Regions from separate parts of the Mus musculus genome. Here all the other regions are linked to region 3. Evidence: chromatin contacts called from public HiChIP or PLAC-seq and promoter capture Hi-C data. All regions are on one chromosome and are shown on one strand. The core of a region is the stretch at or near the end of the contact, and the rest is flanking DNA. Distances in the headings are between cores, read along the strand shown. Region 1 holds the start of Tns3 (tensin 3). Region 2 overlaps Pkd1l1 (polycystic kidney disease protein 1-like 1). Region 3 holds the start of Adcy1 (adenylate cyclase 1). Region 4 has its middle 370 kb from the start of Tns3.

What was found. Promoter capture Hi-C pulls out the DNA fragments that hold promoters and counts their contacts. HiChIP or PLAC-seq counts read pairs in DNA pulled down with a chosen protein or histone mark.
Region 1: a promoter capture Hi-C map of embryonic stem cells shows a contact between it and region 3, with 6 times the contacts expected there. The contact joins the promoter of Tns3 here to the promoter of Adcy1 in region 3. A contact is called at or near these places in 2 of 39 promoter capture datasets (embryonic stem cells and liver) and 3 of 115 datasets of contacts at active chromatin or transcription factors (embryonic midbrain, embryonic stem cells and stem cell-derived neural progenitor cells).
Region 2: a contact with region 3 is called in an H3K4me3 HiChIP or PLAC-seq map of embryonic forebrain, with 6 times the contacts expected there. The contact joins the enhancer-like site here to the promoter of Adcy1 in region 3. A contact is called at or near these places in 3 of 39 promoter capture datasets (liver and stem cell-derived epiblast-like cells) and 3 of 115 datasets of contacts at active chromatin or transcription factors (astrocytes, embryonic forebrain and embryonic stem cells).
Region 4: a contact with region 3 is called in a promoter capture Hi-C map of second pharyngeal arch cranial neural crest. The contact joins the enhancer-like site here to the promoter of Adcy1 in region 3. A contact is called at or near these places in 4 of 39 promoter capture datasets (embryonic stem cells, liver, pre-B cells and 1 more) and 1 of 115 datasets of contacts at active chromatin or transcription factors (stem cell-derived neural progenitor cells).

What each region holds. Positions count from the first base shown.
Region 1 is chr11:8,662,796-8,666,146 of GRCm38.p6, reverse strand. Tns3 (tensin 3) reads left to right here and starts at 1,612. Exons shown (of 31, transcript NM_001083587.1): 1 at 1,612-1,668.
Region 2 is chr11:8,862,586-8,865,990 of GRCm38.p6, reverse strand. Pkd1l1 (polycystic kidney disease protein 1-like 1) reads left to right here. Exons shown (of 52, transcript XM_017314870.1): 39 at 333-509; 40 at 2,070-2,188. Among named protein-coding and RNA genes, the nearest start is that of Gm40814, 57 kb to the left of the region's middle. Within about 2 kb of position 1,855, at least 47 of the 459 cell types and tissues checked have an H3K27ac peak or open chromatin away from gene starts, as enhancers often do. A contact at or near this core is called in embryonic forebrain, where this site is marked.
Region 3 is chr11:7,061,846-7,065,233 of GRCm38.p6, reverse strand. Adcy1 (adenylate cyclase 1) reads right to left here and starts at 1,801. Exons shown (of 20, transcript NM_009622.2): 1 at 999-1,801. The coding sequence starts at 1,634.
Region 4 is chr11:8,292,080-8,295,287 of GRCm38.p6, reverse strand. No RefSeq gene overlaps it. Among named protein-coding and RNA genes, the nearest start is that of Tns3, 370 kb to the left of the region's middle. Within about 2 kb of position 1,472, at least 15 of the 459 cell types and tissues checked have an H3K27ac peak or open chromatin away from gene starts, as enhancers often do. A contact at or near this core is called in second pharyngeal arch cranial neural crest and stem cell-derived neural progenitor cells, where this site is marked.

The DNA.
Region 1 (3,351 bases), core at 363-2,862, 1.6 Mb before region 3:
CCACATTAGCTCTTAAGGAGGGTGATTGGAACACCTTGTGGAAATTCTTGCAGTCCCTCGGGCAGCTGGGACCAAGCAAGGCAACCCAGTGACTGGAGGGCTGGAGTGAGTAGGCTGTTGGTAAACATCTGAGAGAACAGCACGGAATCTGGATAGTCTTGGATCCTCACCTTACAGTGCTCTGATCCCCACCACTTGGTTTACCTATGTCAAGTTAAGATTTTGGGGGTGTTTTCTTACCAGGTCAAAGGCAAAGGAACAGTTCCTGCCTTGTCCCCCTTTCTAGCAGAATGACTGTGACCTCCTCCCTATCCCCTCTAAAGGCTCCTTTACAAGCATCCTGTTCCTCACCCATGACCCGTGGGACTCCCAGAGGCTAGGGAAATGCTTGTTTCATTCCTTAGGGCCTGGGGCTCAGGGCCTGGGGAAGCTTTTGCCTCAGGCAACATCTCCTTCTCCCAATGTCTCCATTTCTCAGAGATAGGCATAGCCTTCCCAAACCTGGGGGAGAGGAAACAGGGTGTGGCCCGGCCTCTAGCCTGGCCTAGGATCCAGGGCCTCACCTCAGTGTTTGTGAAGGCTGCGCTGTAAACAGATCCACCAGATATTACTTTCCTAGCTCAGCTTCTCCACCATTCCTGGCAAGCCTGGCTTTTTCTTGAAGGCACAATATGGCAAGAATTGAACAGGTTTTGGTAACCTCAGACAGTGGCTGCACCGAGCAGATAGATACAATTTCTACCCTCTTTTAAAGCTACCTGGAGTGTTTTCCCGGAGTGGAATCAGAGATATTAAGGGCTGCTGGTGTCCACTAGAAACTGATGGAAATTCCATCTCATTTATGCAGACGTGTTTGAAAGACCATGCAATGGCATGCCATCATTCCCTGGAGATCGCAATGAGAAAATGGACACAGAGGCCCAGCTATCCGAATCTTGGGGATCTCTTAAGAAATCTTGCTCTGTCCTCATCTGAGAAAGGCTGTTCAGGAGATCTTCTTTCTCCTGTGTTCCTGCCAGCCTCAACCGTATTCTCTCCTGCTAGGTTCACTTTAAGAAGTCAAGGGACTTCTACCCAGCACCATCATCTCCTCCTGCCTGGTGAATTCTGGATGTTGAAGGGGCTGTTGGAGCATCCTGGGCTGTCTTAGAGACTGCTGCTTGATACACGTAGAGCCCCACGGGATAATAAGTCACTGGAGGGTATTGTAGGACTTCCTCCTGGCAGAAACAGCACTTAGACACACTGGATGAAACAATAAACTGGTTTTGCAGGAATGGGACTCGAACCTCCCTCCCCAGGTGCACTTACGTAGACATGGAACTGTTGAGCCTATAGAATACTGGGGCCCCCGAGGTATTTAGGGAGGCCAGCGAAGTGGGAGGGTATTTTAAAGAGCTCATCCCTTGGGTCAGGAACCCGAGGGGGTGAGTGCGGGGGGCGGGTGTCCAGCACCTGGAAACGCAGGACATTGTTAGGAAGATGAGACCAGGTGACCGGCAGGGCTCCGGTGCGCGGGCGGTCCGTAGCGATTGCCGGAGCCGCCTCGAGGGGGCCCTGCCGCGGGCGCGGGCGGCCAGCCAGGAGGACGGGCCCGCCCGCGAGCAGCTCGGAGCCCAGCTTCGCTTCGGCCATCGCCCCGCCGGACCGCGCTGCGGGTTCGCCCAGGTACCAGGGTCGGGAGCAGGGCAGGGGCAGCCACACGCCGCCACACTCTTTGTTTGGGGCCCCCGCTCAGGTTCCAGAGCCTGGGCGTTCGGGGTCTTGGAACTGGGTTGCAGCCGAGCAGACACCAAACCTGGGCGCGGAGACAGTTGAGGGTGTAGGGACAAGGCGCGGGGGCACCCGGGAAGGGCGCTTGGGATCCAGGACTGAGGACGACCAGGGGGTCTGCGGCGATCGGGAGTCTGGGGCTCAGCCAGGTCCTCGGGCCGACGCGGGCCGGAGCTCCGGGGCCGGCAGGGTCCTGGTCGCGGCGCCCGGCGCCTAGCTAGGAGGGCGGGGGCGGAACCACACTATCGCCGCCCCGGCCCTGCGGACTTTGCTCCCTGAGACAGTTAGGGAAGAGAAGACGGAGGAGCCGCTTGGGGCTGCAATGAGACTTCTCAGGACTTTACTCCCGCCTTTTCCAGGCAAGTGAGCTGTGTGCCTCTTTTCCTTTCCTTTCGGTTGCTTGGGAGCCAGGGGTCTCATCCCGCCTTTTCCCACTATTCGGAGGAGTACGAGTGCAGGCACAGGCCTGGGGGCCACCTGTGGCACGTGTCTCCTGGCACGCGGGCACTGTAGCTGACAAGTAGGAGGGAGGGTCCTGGGCCCCGGGGTTTCTGTGTAGTTCTGTGTTCTGCCCCTGGGGACGTTTGCTTGGATCGATTTGAGAGTCTATGCCGCAAAAAGAGACCCCGAACCCCTTCCTTCCCCAACTGGCATTCTGGCCGGTGCCAGCAGGTGATCCCGACTCTCTAGCGTGACTGAACACAAAAAGTTCCCTCCAGGGCTTGGGGCCAGCAGACCGCACTATCTAGGGTGACCACAACTGATTGGAACGCCCTCGGCTTTGTCACAGCCCACTCCAAATTTTGTTTCTTGAGTTGTGCCTTCTGCTCCACTGTATAGAGCTTCAAAACGACACCCCAAACCAAGAATACAGGAGCTACTATAGTAATAATGTGTACCCCATCAGAGCTAACCCTTTTGACATATTGATGTATTTCCTTGAGGCTTTGGTCTGTTCATATGAATACTTTTTAAAAGTGCTTTTAGTTTTTTGCCTGTTAAAAGAGATTTTTGACTGTCTTTGTGATTTTGTTGCTTCCCTCTTTGGGGCCTATGAGGTTATATTTGCAAATCAATCAACAAGTATTAAGAAAGGCTTTTCTGTGCTGAGGACCAGGAAGGGGGCGGGGATGGCTGCAGCTGGAAGCTGTAGGAGGCTAGGCCAGGACTTGGAGTGTGTGTGTGTGTGTGTGTGTGTGCGTGTGTGTGTTTATGTGAGGGAAGGGGGGCACAGACAAGGGGGTGCATTTGCTGGGTCCTGGAGAACTAACTGGGGCAATTGGTAAGAAGCCAGACCTCCGATAAAGTCATGGTGACTGCCCCCCCCCCCCCCAAAGAATGACAGAGGGCAATAAGGACCTCTGGCTGAGTGGTACTAAACTCTTTGCCTGTTGTTTATTTCATCTCACCCAATGATTCTTGGAAGAAAGAGGGAAGTGGGATTATCACACCCATTTTGCATATGGGCAAAGAAATGCCAAGTATCCTGTTTATGAAGCTGAAATGTGGAGGAGTAGCTGGAATTCTGGGACACAATGTCTGAGTTCTATGGCCTGGCTCCTGCAGGCTGGCTGCTGC
Region 2 (3,405 bases), core at 606-3,105, 1.8 Mb before region 3:
AGTTTGACTTAGATGTGATAAGAAAATCTGGGAGCCAGGCCCTGGGCTAAGTAGCTCCACCTTAACCTGGCATTCGGAATCCTTATTTTTAAAACTCCCAAAAGAGATGAATCATTTTGCTTATATTTTCAGTTTATGAATCTGTTCCATAAGGCCCCTAGCAAGTCTCTTGATGGAGGCCATACCTGGTGACTAGGTACTGGGGATTTCAGGGTAGCGGCTTCTGGTACCTATTTTGAAGTGAGATAAAGTCAGCTGGCAGTGCAAGACCAGAAAGATGGCTCTGTGGGAGGGGCACAAACAGATGTGGATGCTGGGCACCTCTCTTCCAGATCTGCTTGGCAGCACTTGTCTTTGCTTGGAAACGGAAACATGACAGCAAGTTTTTTACTGAGTCTTTACAAGATGCGACCAAGGGTCTGGATTTGGAATTGGAAGAACATTCCAGAACCCGTGTTCCTCTTTCTCCTATCTCCTATAGTCCTGACACTGCTGAGGAGGCTGAAAGGGTGAGCAGAACGGGGAGCGTTTGGATCTGCTGCTTCCACCATGAAGATGGGGATTCAGACCTTAGTTCAAATTTGGCTGTGCTTTTGGAGCCCCACTCTGTGTGTGTGTGTGTGTGTGTGTGTGTGTGTGTGTGTGTGTGAATTTCTTAAGCTTCTTTCCTTACATTTACCCCAATCCCAGTGAAATCAGAACCACAAGGAAATGAATACACTTGAAAATGTAGAGGTAATACCTGGAGAGATGGCTCAGCAGTTAAGGGAACTGATGGCTCTTCCAGAGGTCTGTGGTGTAATTCCCAAAACCTACATGGCAGCTCACAGCCATCTGTAACTTCAGTACCAGGAGAATCTGATACCCTCACACGAATATGCACATAGGCAAAATACCAATACACATTAAATAAATATATAAATAAATAGGAGTATTTATTTTATTTTACAATTTTTTAAAATTATAAAAAAAGAAAAAGAAACTCTAGAGGCTAATGAAAATTCTAATTTCTGACCACAGTTTCAGAACTTCTAAATCATTTGCTTTTCATAGGAAATGTACACCCTCTCTCTTCCCTTACTTCCACACGGACCTAGCAGTCTCCACATCCCAACCATAGGCCCACTGTTTCCTGCCTTCTTGACTCCATCCTTCACCACCAATTCTCTACACACCGGCAGGCTGCCTTCCTCCAAGGCTCTTTCTTGCTCTGGTAGCCCAGACAACTGGGTCCAACCCTGAGGCCACAGGGTAGTCCTAGCCTCAGAACCAAGAAGCCTTTGAGGAGCTCCATCCTCATCAGGATCAACTCTCCAACCCTGTGTCTGCCATCACCTTAAAGTCCTGATGCTCTACCTGCTGAGTCTCCCAGGCACTCGGCCATACTTGCAGTCCTCAGCACATAGGACATATCTGAACCACGACCACCAAGCTTCACTTCACAGCTTTTGCTCTGTATTTCTTAGAAGCCCAGCAGCTTTGTGAGGAAGGACTGAGGGGCCCAGGGGCTGCTCTCTGAACGTGCCTAGAATGGCTAAGCAGATGAGTGAGAAATGAATGGGTGACTATTTCCCATGGGTTTGCCTCTTAGCTACAGTTAGTCCTGCCCATGAACACACGTCGCTACAACATGGAAGCAATGGTGCTTTTATTACACAAGGCAAACAAAACAAAGATCATTCATGCTAAAACAAGCTGCTTTAAACTCAGTTTTCCAGTCTTTGAAGGTCTCTAACAGAAAGCAGTATGCAAATACCAAAGGCAATTGCCCCTGTGACTGGGCAGCAGTGAACGTGTCTCTCCTGTGTAGCTGTGCTTTCTAAAGGCCCAGATGAAGTCCTTGCCAAAAGAGCTGGCCTGGGACATGAGCAGAGTTTTCAAATGGGTCTACTTCATCTCGCATCGCCTCCCCAACAACACAGTGTGTGTTAACTACACAAAGTCCCTCTTTGTCCCCCTGAATGCAATGCAGAGAGCAATGATGACAGCTCTTGGATTGGCAGGGACACCAAAAGCCTCTCTTTCTCCAATGCTGACCCCAGTATGATGGTGCCCCCCTTCTGTCACAGGTCTTGGCTACCCGACAACGAGAACGCCACCTGCGCTGGGCTCAGACACCATCCAAGGCTAAGCTCAGAGTGACCGGGGAGAGACTGAGGAGAGAGAGCATCATGCAGGCAGCCCTGAGGTAGGTGAAGGCCAGAATACAATGGTCTTCCTCTGGCCCTGTCTTCTTTTTAGAGGGAATGATAAGAGATCCTGCACTTGGGAAAATCCTTTCCCATGTCTCAGCCCGTGCCAGAGGGTGAGGGACAGAGACACTGCATTTAAGGAAGGAAAGTGTTCTGGTTATATCCATGGCCCAGAGCTCTGACCTCAACTCCATCAGCCACACAGACTCACATACATCACACTGTGCCCAACACCAGACCCCGAATTGTGCTCCTCCAGCTGGCTACACAGGGCTATGAAAGTCCAAGAGCAACTGGTGTACCTCTCCATAGGCATTGAATGAGCCCAGGGACCAGTATTCTAAAATAAGTCAACAGTACAGTTTACACAGACATGTTCTGGAGATCAACTCAAAGTCCACTTCAAATATTTAGATAAAGCATCAAAGTTAGTAACTATGATACTGAGACAACCATCTCCAAACTTGACTTCAGTCAGGCTTCTTTGTCAGTGGTACCCATTCCCCTGCCCATCTGTGGTAGATACTGGAAGCAGTTCCTGGAGGAACCCTCTGCAAGGACCAGTCCATGCATGTCTCCCAGTTCCGAGTTCCAGGTTCTAGGCTTCCTGAATCCATCAAGAATCTAGAAGCTCCAGATGTTTTTCCCACAGTGATGTCATTAAAGTATGCAGTGTCCCCTCCAGTTTATTGTCTCTCTTAAAAACCCTTCCTCATCCCCCACACGTACTCAGCTCTCTTATGTAAAGAACAGGTCCTGAGACAGGTTCTTCTCCAAAGAAGAGAACCATGGCATTATTCCAATGTCAAATGTAAAGTGAGTGAAAAAGGAATTCTGAAAAGATAAAACACTGACAAAGACTTTTACATTTGTTCAGGCTGCCCATAAAAACAAGGAACCAAACCCACCAAAAACATGAATGGCAGACCTAAGTCACACACACACACACACACACACACACACACACCTTGAAGTCACATGGGTACACTAAGCACTGTGTAGCCAGTGCCCTGCAGTACCCACTTGCCCTGCTCAAGACCAGGACATGAGGGGACTGTAGATGTCTAGGTGTCTGAGAACAGGGTGGATCTGGAGCTACTGAGAGGGGTCACACCAGGGACTGCGCTGCCACGCAACCCCAGTTCACAGGCCTGTGTAACGTCTGGAACACTGGGTAGCTGATGTCCACAGAGCTTGCCGAGCTGAGCAAATC
Region 3 (3,388 bases), core at 552-3,051:
CCAGTTTGGATTCTGTGCCTAGCCCAGCCCCCCACAACTTCCCATATGCTCGAAGAAGCTACCTTCTTTCCTTAGATGGACTCTCCCACCTTTCTGTCTCTCGTCTCCCTCCCACTGCTAGCCCTGGAACAAACCCCTCCCTCAGATGCCACGCCTGGGCAGGGCCAGCGAAGGGGAAGGTCCCAAACTCCTGGGAACAGCCTCCAGGTTCACCTCCACCTGCTTGGGTGCGGTGGTATGGGGAACGGGAACCTCTGGGGTCCAGGAGAATCCCCAGGAGGAGTCAAGTCCTATGCCCTTGGCCCGGCAGCCCCCTCGCCCACCCAAGTTGAAAGAGACAAAGTTCAGGCTCCATGGAGCCAGGGTTAGGACTGGGAGCAGAAGCTGTGGAGACCAGACTATGTGTGACCTTGGCAAACTCCTCTCCTTCAGGGCAGAATTCGGATTCACACCGGGGTGGTTAGCGATACTGGTGGGGTTCAAAGTGCTTCCCTTCCCACTAACTGCTCCCTCGGGTCCGCGAAATTGAGAAGCGAGCCCCAGATGCGCTCCAGGCGAGCTGGAGAGGAACCCAGGGGCTGCGCGCTCTGCCAGCCTAGAAGCCTGGCCTGGAGACCGCGCACCCTCCCACTTTTCAGTACCTCTACTGAGGGACACGGGTACAACCCGGCGCGGTGGATCAGGCTTGGGTCCCCCACTTGAGCTCGGTACCCTACTGCCTGACCTTGGGCCTGTCACCACCACCACCACCACCACACACCAGTCTCTCGTCTCCACCCTAAAGACGCTAGGGACTCTTATCTCGTAAGAAACACCGGGTGGAGGGTGCTAGCTCCTCCACTGCATCCTCAGTTTGCTGTTGACCTTGAACACCTGTCCCACCTTCAGAACCTCAGTTTCCCCACCTTCTCCATAGGAAGAACGTTAAACTCCTGCCACCTCCAGTGCTGCTGGCAGATGTGTCTCCAACCCAATGGGGGACTCGTGGTGCCACTTACCGTCCTCCAGAGACGTGGGCGCTTGGCAGGGACCAAGGCGGCTGTGACCAGTAAGTGCGAGGCAGCCACCACCAGCCCGAAGCCGATGGCCAGTAGGCTGCGCACGGGCAGCAAGGCATAGGACACGAAGGTGACCAAAAGGAGTTGCCAAACCCCCTGCTCGGCGACCGTCGAGCCCATTGCGCCTCCTGCAGAGCTCCTCGCGGGGCCGCCCAGCGCGAAGGGGCAGCAGAGTAGCGCGAAGGTGAGGCTGAAGAACAGCGCCAGCTGACCGACCTGCTGCAGCTGGGACACCTGCAGGGATCGGACATTGGTGACCACGAACAGCGCCAGGAAAAGGATGCAGTGCACTGGGTGCGACCCCTTGGCGAGGCCCGGCGCTGGCCCCGGTGCGCCCAGCAGCTCAGCCAGCGCCAGGGCGCCCGCCAGTAGGCTGAGCACAGCCAGCGCTTTCAGCGTGGCCGCCTGCTCCAGCCGCAACGTGTAGCCGCGGAACAGCGCCTCCAGCTCGGGGCACGCGAACTCCTCGCCACACGCCCGGAACCCACGCCGGCCGCCCGGCCCGGCCGCCCGCTCTGCGCCCCCGGGCTCGCCCGCGCCTCCGCCGCCGCCTTGGCCGCGCGGCGCCCCCGCCATCTCAGCGCCATGCAGCGGCCGCGGCCACGGGCGCGCCCCTCGCCGGCCCGGGGCGCCGGGGCGCCGGCCGGCGGCCCCGGGGCGGGCGGGCGGCGGGCGGCGAGGCGCCGGGGCGCGGGGCGGGCGGAGTTGGGGCGCCGGCTGCCCAGCGCGCGCGCCCCGAGCGCGTCCCCTCCCGCCCGCCGCGCCTGCGCACTGGCGCCCGCCCGCGCCCCGGCAGTGGTCCTCTGCGGCGACCGTGCTGCGACAGGCGAGCCCCAAGAGCCCCGATCCTGGGCGGACAGAGTCCGCGCCCAACTCAGCGCCCGGGATCCCGCACGCCCAAGGGGCCACGTGACCTTGGGCACCACTCCTGACTCTTTGAGCCTCGGTTTCCCCTCCTATGTACAGTGGAGCCCACCCCTCTATGAGTCTTCGGAGGCGTTTAAAAAACGCAGAAATTCCCAGTAGAGGGAGGAACAGCTCTGTTAGATTTGTATCCCCTCCGCAAGCAGAACCAGGTCACCCAAGAGGAGCCCTCACTCAGCTCCCAAGAGGACCCCTCACTCAGTGCCCACCGAGAAACCCCGAGAATCCCAGGTCACACATGCAAGGCGCTTTAAGTGACTGATTTGCCCACCACCTGGGTGGGTAGTGAAAGCTTTGCCTATTGACCTGAGCAAGAATAAAGCCCTGCAATGTCCAAGGAAGCTGTGAGGTCTAGGTGCAGGGATGGGTGAGGGAGGGCTGAAAGGAGAGATAAAATAGCGCGGCTCTCTCCTTAAATAGGAGCTGGCCATGCAAATGATGGCGAGACGTTTACTTCCAGCTGAACAAGTGGCAGGGACAGATTCGCCTCAGTTGCGGATCTTGGTGATGTCCATTCACTAAGGGAAGGGACCGGACAGAATTTCATTCGGTGCTCACTCAGGATGGCCCCCTGAGATCGCTCCCCTGTTCTCCTTTAGAGAGAGTCCCAGAGGACCCTGAGAGTAGAACAGATGCCAGGAGCTTGTGCCACCTCTGGATCCCACGGGTGCACCAGGAACTGTCTCTCACAAAATTTTGCAGCCCATATGCTGTTCTTCCTACTAGAGGCCCCGCTTCCAAATTTTCACTTTCAGTCCATCCTGACCAGACTGTTTTAGAAGACCCTGAGAATTCCCAGGGTAAGAGCCTGTGCCCCCCCCCCCACACATTATATAGGTACAGGAATTAGGATTTGAGATTTTCTCTAGAATTAGTTTGAGCCACATGAACTTGTCGTTTTTACAAAAATCTTCCTACTCAACATCTCCAACAGTTCATACTGAAGGTTTGCTGGAACCACTTGAAAACCAGTTAATCCCTGTTCTTGGAGCGGACTCCCGCTGTAAGACACTCCCAGCTCAGAGCCTGCCTGGCCCCAGTCAGCACCCAAGCTAACTGTTTTCACCCCAGTCCCTGCTCCTTCCATGAAGGTTCACACCTACTGCTCTGCAGCCTCATTTTCTGGTCATTTCTCTCTCCGTGTTCTTTTGGCAGAAACCCACGGAGAGCGTCAGCTGATGCTGAGAAGATGGTCTGGCCCCATCCTTAGGGCACTGCCTTGAAAAAGCATCCTTGTCATCACCTGATTCCCAATTGTCTCTAAATACTATCAAGTCTGCAAGATTCTCAACTCTCCACATTAGGCATAGAGTCACTTGTTACTTGATGTTGTGTGCTTTTTCTACCCTAATGATTTTATTAAAGAACATCTGAAAAATATCCTGACTACATGAAAAAGAAAGACT
Region 4 (3,208 bases), core at 223-2,722, 1.2 Mb before region 3:
CTTCCCAATGATGGCCAACTAGGCCATCTTCTGATACATATGCAGCTAGAGGCACGAGCTCTGGGGATACTGGTTAGTTCATATTGTTGTTCCTCCTATAGGGTTGCAGACCTCTTCAGTTAATTGGATAATTTCTCTAGCTCCTCCATTGGGGGCCCTGTGTTCCATCCAATAGATGACTGTGAGCATCCACTTCTGTATTTGCCAGGCACTGGCATAGCCTCACAAGAGAGAGCTATATCAGGGTTCTGTCAGTAAAATCTTTCTGGCATATGCAATAGTGTCCACATTTGGTGCCCAATTATGGGATAGATCCCTGGGTGGGGCAGTCTCTGGATGGTCCATCCTTCCATCTCAGCTCCAAACTTTGTCTCTGTAACTCCCTCCATGGGTATTTTGTTCCCTATTTGATTATGATTTCAAGGCGATTAAATTGATTATTTAACCAATCCTTAAGTGTACTTTTTGATGATTTTATGTTCTACATTTGAATTGTCTGCATGAAAATTTTAGCAAGACTTTAAAATAGAAGTCATATCTATATCATGCTACATACATATAGATTTACTCCACAATTTTTTTTTTCATGCTTGATTTTCTGAGTGGTGTTTTGGTGTGAAGAGTTTGAAACTTACAAAACTGAAGTGAAATTATCTAGTCCTATTTATTTCAGTACTTTTTACTGTGGCATTAATTACTTTCATGATATCACCATCTGACTCATTTAGCTTTTCTTTCCTGCAAGAGAAACCCCATTTTTATATTAAATGCCTGATACCTACTCTGTGTATCTTTAGAAACCAATGATGACTAATCATCTTCATATTTTTCAAAAGTTAGCATCTCCTGAATATTTAATATAACTGTGATATTCAATAATTACTTTTGGCGTCCAAGTCCTTTCACTTCGTATAATACTTTTGAGACTCATCCATGTGTTAACATGTAGCAGTGTTGACTTTTATGGTGGGGTTATACAGCATTGCAAGGATCTTGCATAGTTTTGTAATTGTTATTGGAAAATATATACTTGGGTTATTTCTGCCCTTTAACTTCTGTAACTATGACCTTTTAAATTTTATTAAGATTTACTTATATTTTTCTTGAATGATAAATCCACATGTCCTACAGTAAGCATTTTTGCTTCCCAAAGAAATTAAAACATAAAAATAAATAATGATGTTTCCTGAGCTTTAACATGAGCTCACTGGATCCTGTGCTTCCTATGGATTAGTTTATTCTTCATAACTGAGAGAATGTAAATAAATAGCTAAATATCAGAGAGCAGGAATCTGGCGCAGCTGGCTTCAACTTTCAGTCTATAAGACTCCCAGGCCTGAATTCTTCCCTGGGATTCACAGCCCTGGTTGTCATGGAGATGCAGATGGGCTAGGTGGATGTGGATAAAGCACCATGCCAGGGGATCATATTACTTCCCCTATAGGGCCTGTGTCCTTGGACTTGGGGTGCCAACACATTTGCCAAGAGCAGGTCTGGATTTTCAGGCAGCTGAAACTATTCAGCTAGTCTCAGGCCATTCAGGACTGAGTAAAACGTCACATGGTTTGTTCTTGGAGGAGAGCTATTATTCTTACACTCTGACCTTGTGAATTTTAATTCTAATTAACCGTTCTACAAAATCTGAGTCAAGATTTTAAATTCCTGAGGGAAAAATTCTTTCCATCCCTTTTACTGGTTGTATTTCCCCCCCGGTTTCCAATGAGCTGTTATAAGACAGATCAAAATTGTTGAGTTCCAAGAATTTTATTGCTGATCGGATGTGAGTGGGGCTATGTAGCATCTGGAGTATTTTCATTGCTTTTAATAGCTACTCTGTGGTTTTCATATGCAAATACCATGCACATTTGCTAAAAGGTGCTCACATGTAAAGGATGAGGTCGGGGATAGCAAAGCCAATGTCAAACTATTATTTTAATTTTGTGTTTTCATAACTCTGCTATTAAGCTCGAGTATTTTTATATCTACTTATATATCTATTGTAGATAGATGCATATTGACAGATGATAGATACAGAGATGACAGATAGATGACAGATTCATTTTTAATAGAAGTAGAGCCAGTGAGATGACTCAGCAGGTAAAGGCGCTTGAAGCCCTGAGTTGTAACCCTGGAAAACATATGGTAAAAGAAAAGAACTGAATCGTCCAAATTTTCCCTGACCTCTAGATGTACAACATGGCATGTGCATGCACACATGTACACAGGAGCACACCCATTAAGTAAATGTTAGAAGTATAATATCAGGTTCTCATATACTTTATTTCACTTGATCCTATTGCTGAGTTCCCCTGAGTGTTTCTTGTCTAACCAAGCTTCACATTGCTAAGCTTTCTGCTTGGCTCCATTTCAGAATCTCAGTCTCTTTGTTGACCCTCTCACTCTGTCATATCATCTTCTATAATTTACTCAGCTATTTATATGTAACTGGTTTGAAGTCACTGATCATTTTAAAAATTGGTCTTTTGAAGTCATTGTCTGGCATCTCACCTGTTTCAATATCTTTGGGTGTGGTTACTGCAGTGTGACGAGCCCTTGGAGCAGTCAGATGTCCTTATTTTCCATATTCAGTATTGAGTTGTGTATATCAGTTAACCTGAATTTTCTTCAATGTTATTTGGGGCTCTTCTTTGCAGATTTCTCTTGAAGACTGTGTCCCTATTGCCATCAAAAGTATTGCTCTGTGTCTTCCCTCACCACTGGGGTGTGTGAACTCCACTGAGCAGATGGAATGGGAGGCATTAGGCTGCATTTTACCCTTTGCTGCTATCGAGTGTCCAACTCACAGGAAGCACTGAGCCTGGGATCTTCTTTGTAGATTTCTTTTGAAGACTCTGTTTCCATTGCCACCAAAAAGGAAGACAACATTCATAAAAATAACAATAGTGAAGTTGAAAAACTGTATTTCTCTAGTAGAGCTATTTTGTCAGTTCTCAGATATAGGCTTTAGTAATCAGTAAACTATATTTCTATACTTCCACAGTCTTGTCATTTTTATTTGGGTCTTAAATATCTCCCAAAAGGCCCATGTTTTAAAGGTTTCTGGCATATTTTGGAGGTGACAGTGACTTTAAGGGGACATAGTAGAAGGGGTTGGGGTTGTGCCTTTGAGGGACAGTGAGACCCCAGCCTTGTCTTTCTCTCTCTTTGTTCTTGTCCACAGAAGGGGAACAGCTTTGCTTCTTGTCCC